Regions from separate parts of the Muntiacus reevesi genome. Here region 1 is linked to region 2. The links are chromatin contacts, called in public Hi-C maps. All regions are on one chromosome and are shown on one strand. Each heading gives the region's core, a stretch centred on a gene start, on an enhancer-like site or on the middle of the called end of the contact. The rest is flanking DNA. Distances are from core to core; before and after follow the strand shown.

Evidence for each region. Hi-C and Micro-C count contacts between places; a contact is called where the count stands out from the background.
Region 1: a contact with region 2 is called in a Hi-C map of muscle, with 3 times the contacts expected there. The contact joins the promoter of MBTD1 here to the promoter of SPAG9 in region 2. A contact is called at or near these places in 2 of 3 Hi-C or Micro-C datasets (blood and muscle).

Annotation. Positions count from the first base shown.
Region 1 is chr18:26,818,418-26,821,292 of mMunRee1.1, forward strand. It overlaps MBTD1 (mbt domain containing 1), which reads right to left and starts at 1,481. Exons shown (of 18, transcript XM_065908564.1): 1 at 1,316-1,481; 2 at 347-410. UTP18 (UTP18 small subunit processome component) reads left to right here and starts at 1,691. Exons shown (of 14, transcript XM_065908567.1): 1 at 1,691-2,061. The coding sequence starts at 1,696.
Region 2 is chr18:26,689,463-26,692,519 of mMunRee1.1, forward strand. SPAG9 (sperm associated antigen 9) reads right to left here and starts at 1,402. Exons shown (of 30, transcript XM_065911018.1): 1 at 928-1,402. The coding sequence starts at 1,230.

The DNA.
Region 1 (2,875 bases), core at 231-2,730, 130 kb after region 2:
GAAAAACAACATCCATTCTCAGACATGTAAGCCAGCACATCTGAACTGACCTAGCCAAGTTTTCAGCCAGCCCTATCTATCTCGTAAGCCCTCCTTCCCCCACTTCCTGGCCGTTCTTTCCTGACACACAAAATATAGGCCAATGAGCAGTGGGGTGGGTGAGGAGGATGTGAGAGAAAATTTGAGAAGTAAAAGGGGAATCCACTTAACAAAGGCATGAATGAGGCTGAAGAGTCTAATAAGGATAAGCAAACAACAATCATAACAACTGAACAGAAAGGGCTTTCCTGGGCAGCAGCGAGCGCTCAGGGTTTGGAGGGGTTTAGGCAGAGGCCAGGCTACCTACCACTTGTCAGGGAGGCTGCACAGGGGACGGCGGCTTTGGGTGACCTCTAATGTCTCTTCCGACTCTGAAATGTTAGGATTCTTATTTCACAAAAGAGAATACAATGGTCATAAAAGCCCACTAACTTAGAACTCTTTTAAAAGGCGACTACTTCCCAAACACCACTCCCACCTCTCCCTCCCACACGTGCCCACTCCGCCCCTTTTCAATTTTTCCACCTCCACGTGCGAAACGCCTCGCGGCGCCTGCCCCACAGCCTTGAGGCGCCTTCCCACGCAAAGCACCCAAAGTCTGCCCCGCGGGAGACGTGAGGACTCCTCTCCCCGACCCTGGGCGGCCAAAAAAGGAAGTCTCAAATCCAGTCTTTCTCCCCCAGCCAGAGCTAAGGGGGGTGGGGTGGGGTGGAATGAAGAGAAGAACTTTCTTCTAAAATTTGTTTTCCAGATAGTGAAGGGGATACGGAGAACCCTGAAGAGTCCAGGGCTGAAGGGAGTGGGGGGAGGGGACACCCCCCAATCGTTTAACGGCCGGCAGGGGGAGGGGGGCTCCGGAGGTGGAGGGGGCGTGGGATAAGAGAAGCAGGCCTGGGAGCAGGGTCAGGGGGCTGCACGGGTTCCTGGGGTCAGGGAGCTGCGGGCGTCCCCCCCACCTGGCACACAAAGCAGCTGCCGCGCTCGGCTCTCACCAGATCCTTTGTGTTTTCCATCAGGGCCTCATGGGTAGGGGTTGTCCGTGCTCCCCGGGCCCGCGGCGCCCCCTCCCGAGCTGGGGGCAGGCGCCTCTCCCCGGGACTACGGCGACTACAGGGGAGCCCCGGCTGGGCCCAGACTGGTGGTGGCTACGGCAACCCCCGGATTTCCCCCCTTTAACTCGGGTGGCCCCAGGATATCAACAACATTAGCATAGCCCTCCCTCCCCAGCGCGCCTGCGCCGTGACCCGCGCCCCGATTGGCCCGCTTCCCTACATACCCTCCTCTCTGTCTTCCAGCGTGGGACCCTCTGCAGGCTCCGTACTCCAAGGGTCGTACCAACACGAAGGGGTGGAAAAGGCGAATGGGGCTCGTGTAAGTCGAGTGGTTAAAAAGGCAGGAGAAAGAGTAAAAGTTTCAGCCTGTCATCTCTGTCTTTCTTTCTATCCTTTCAATCAGTTACAGCTGCGAAGTTATGTTGGAAAAAAATTTCCACTCCAGTCACGCCTCTTCCCCCTCCACCCGGAAGATTGGTCCTCCCGGAGGAACTCCCACACGGGGAGGGGCTCGCGAGGGGAGTGGGCGTTACACAAGAGCACAGTGTTGGTCACGTGCTCAAAGGCGGTGCAACCTTCTTCCGGCCACCTGCGGCCTCTGCTCATGCGCAGTGAGGTTCCACGTGAGCGCCTGCGTTTCTTCTCAAACCCAAAGATGCCGCCAGAAAGAAGGCGCCGAGTGAGACAGGACCGTAAGACCCAAGCGAGGCCAGACGGGAGAGCCGGAGCGCGATGGGGCGGGCCGCCCCGAAAAGCTGCCCCCTCATGCCAGCGAAAGTCGCTGGCCTGGCCGCGCGCGGCGGCCGCTGCAATCTCAGTTGCCTCGGAGGAGGAGAAACGGCTCCGACTGCGGAACCGTCTGACGCTGGAGAAGGACAAGCCGGCAGTAGAGCGGTGCCTGGAGGAGCTGGTCTTCGGCGACGTGGAGGACGACGAGGACGCGCTGCTGCGGCGTCTGCGGTGCCCGCGGGTGAGGGACGCCGCCTCGAGCGGCTTGGGCCCGGGGTGGGCTGCGAGCCCCCGAGGGCGGAGCCTGGGCGCTGGGGAGCGGAGCCTGCGGTGCATGGAAGCGCTCAGGTGGTAGGGAGCCGGGAACACGGGCGCCCTGGGGTGCCAGCCTTAAAGCCCTGGGAGGGCGGAGACCGCGCCTTTCTTCGCCGGCCGTTGCGCCAGGTATCCAGTAGGCGCTCAATACATACTCGTTTGCGTGCGCGCGCTTACAGTCGTTTCAGTCCTGTCCGACTCTGCAGCACTGTGGATTGTAGCCCACCAGGCTCCTCTGTCCATGGGATTCTCTAGGCAAGATTATTGGAGTGGATTGTCATGCCTTCTCCCGGGGATCTTCCGGATCCAGGGATCGAACTCGCGTCTTTTAAGTCTCCTGCATTGGCAGGCGGGTTCTTTACTACTAGAGCCACCTGGGAAACCCGCATACTCGTTTAGACTGTTTTAATCGTGAGCATCTTTCGTGGCTCATCCCCACTATCTTCTCCCCCTTAGTCGTTGCATCACCTGCCTCAATACTATGCAGTGATTCAGGAGTTCCGCGTCGTTTGCGAAATCAGAATTCCTGGGCACAGGACTGCCAGTCTGTTTGTGGAATTAGAATTCCTGCGCGCAGGCCTGGGGCTCTGTCTGATGTTTTAACAATCATACCAAGTGATTGCCTGGCCAGCTTTTGTATTCGTCTTTTAAATATTTGTGAGCCAATTTGGCGGCAGATTCTTTTCCTGGTGGTGAAAACCCCGCATGATTTAGTTCGGTTCAGTCGCTCAGTCGTGTCC
Region 2 (3,057 bases), core at 152-2,651:
GAAATAATGCCAACACATCCTGAAAGCTAGAATCCTTGACTGCCTCAAGAAGTTAAAGATCTATCACTTGCACTCCAAAGCTCCAAAAGGTTCAGCGTCAAGGCTGGGGCATCAAGGTCACTAAAGTTAAAAGCTGAGGTTTTATAAAGTTAAAAACTGGCCAAGTGCAGTCTCTGAAAAGAGTTGCCAACTGTCACCCACACCTCCTTAACCAGCCCCCTACCACTTCCCCATCCTTTTTATAAATAGTTTTTAAAGGGAACTGTCCAAGGTTACCACCTGACAAGGAAGAATGCATTGATGTGCATTCCAATAAAATAAAATTGTATACTCTCCATATTTACAGAGTATTCCCATACAACATCTAAGTGTCGACAAAGTATCAACCAAGGCACATAACACATAAAATAAAACTCCCTCAGTAGGGTTAAAATATCAAGAAACTGACCGAAAGAGGAAGATATCTAACTTCCCAAAGCAGCAACCCCCAGGAAAGGTATTGGAACCAGCGGAAGTTACATATCCAGGACAGTTTTTTAAAGGCGCTCCACCCACCACCCCAAGGTAAAAGTTTGAAACGCCGTCTGACTACCCCCACGGTGGTCGGAAACTTCCCTAAACTACAAGAGACAAGCAGATATCCTAAAATACCGCTCTCAGCCAACCCCAGGTGCCCTCAGGCCAGGCTGTGGCTTCCTCCCCAGGCCTTGCTTCCCTCATCTCACTCTCTTCTCCAGGACACTCACCCATCTCCCTGGGCGTCCAATGCTGGCCGGGGGTACTGGGGCCTCTCGGCCGGCAGGCTCATTCCGACGAACCTCGTACTTAGGCCTGCCCCAAGGAGGCCGGGGCGCCTCCCCTCCGAGACGGACCGCGACCCCCCGGCCCTCGGGCCCGGCCCTCACCCTCCCCTCTGGCCGGCCTCACCTCCTCTGCGTGCTTGCGCAGCGCCTTCTCTCGCTCGTACTGGGTGATGAGCTGCTCGTTGTCGTCCCGGAGCAGCTCCAGCTCCACCTGGTGCTCTTGGTCCTGCGCGAACACCGAGTCCAGGTTCTCCAGCACGGCTACCACCAGTGGCATCAGCTCCTTGACCACCTCCTCATCGTAGCGCCCGATGAGCCTCTCGAACTCGCGGTAGATGGAGCCGGCCAGGCCGGACACCCGCTCCGACATCACGGCCCCGGAGCCGCCGGGCTCCTCCTGGTACACCACACCGTCCTCCAGCTCCATGGTGGCGGGCTGCCCGCCGGCCGGGGGCGTCTCCGGCTGAGGGGGCGATACGGGCCCGCACGGGACGGGGCCGCTGCGGCTGGAGCTGGGGCTGGGCCCGGCGGGGTGGGGGCCCGAGCCGGAGGAGGGGAGGGGTGAAGCGAGCGTATTCAGCCCAACCGCCGCTGCACCAACTGCCGGGGCGGCCGGGCTGCGCGCGCCACACGTCACTGAAGGGGCGGGATCCGCCTGTGTCGGCCCGTAGGGCGGGACCCTGCAGGAGGCCAGGCGCGGTCGGGGGCGGGGCCAATGCAGCACCCTGCGCCAGCGGAGGCGGCGTTGCGTCAATACTCGGCGCCGCGCGGACGTCGTGTAAGCCAATGGGAAAGACTGCGATAGGAGGGTGGTGAGAAGTACCCACCCCTGGCGCGATTTGCGGGGCGAGCCCCAATGGAAACGGAGGGTTTCTGGAAGAGTGATTAGCAATCCAGAATAGCTAACATTTTATTACTTTTTACAGCGCACAAAGGGCTTTCATATTTGGGCCTCATCACAAGCTTGGTGCGGTAGACGTTTTGGCCTTCGTTTCACAGACGAGGAAAGTAGGCCTGGAGAAGTTAATGGTTCACTCAAGGTCACGCAGCTGGAACGGGAAGGAGGCCGATCAGGGACTCAAAACAGTTCTAAGAATTTGAGAATTCCGGACTCAGAGTAGTGGAAAACAGGGAAAGGGAAAGCAACCTTAGCGGGGACAAGGTCCGCCTCAGTAATAAGGTGGTCTTGAATAGGAAAGAATTATTTGGGGTTAAGACAGTAAGAATAGCCTTAAACAGAGGACGTGCAAAGCATCCTGGAGAAGAGTACAACAAACGCCACAATCTTGCACTTTCCCAAACACGAGTTTCTCTCCTCGCGGACGACTTGCGAGAGTGGTATTTACTGGCACCAAGCACCCTCCTTTCTTCTAATCTCTAAGCAGGGCAGGCTAATGTGGGGAGGAGAGTAGAGGAGGAAAGAGGTGGAGTTACTAGGATGAGTAAGTCCGATGGTACGTGAGGTCTCTGGTAGAAAATCACGTGTGGGGAATGACAACACCCAAACCTCGGGCAGGCTGAGTCAAGGATCACTTCCTGGTGTTCTGACCGCTGCAAATAGGACAGAAAATACACCCCAAAGCCCCTTAAATCCGCGGCAGGTGACGGAAGAGTACTGTGGCCTCAACTCCTGTAAGAATAGGGCCAGGGAAGGCAAGATTTGAGTAAAGAATGGTTCAGTGGGGACTCAGCTACCTCCCAGGATCATAAAAACCCTTCAATTTGGTATTTACAAGTTCAAGTTCTCTAAGTATGAACTAGTTCTCCAAAGTCTCCCAGTCTGTACCCAACCAGAGACTCACAAAAGCAGTAAGGGGGTGAAAAACTAAGCCTGACAAGGACACACGTGACTGAATTTGTGGCCTGTACTGTCCCCCTTTCGCATCCTCACCAAGCAGTCACCTCTTATTGTTTGTGTATATGGGTAGGTCTTAGATTTGCCGATCAGCGAGTTGGATATGTGCCCCACATGCCCTTTCTTTTCTAAAGCTCGCATTTTAAAACCAGGAAAGAATCTTCCTCTGGATCTTTTTTTTTCTTTTCTTTTTTCTCTCCTAAGGACTCTTACTTGGGCACCTATATTTATGCCTCTCTCTCTCTCTCTCTCTCTCTCTCTATATATATATATATATATATATATATACACCTATATATATGCCTCAGTTTTCCTGGAGGTCCGAGGACCAGAAAAACTTAGGGCAAGACTTTACTTTGTCTTTCCACACTACTATCATACACATCAGAAAATTTAGCA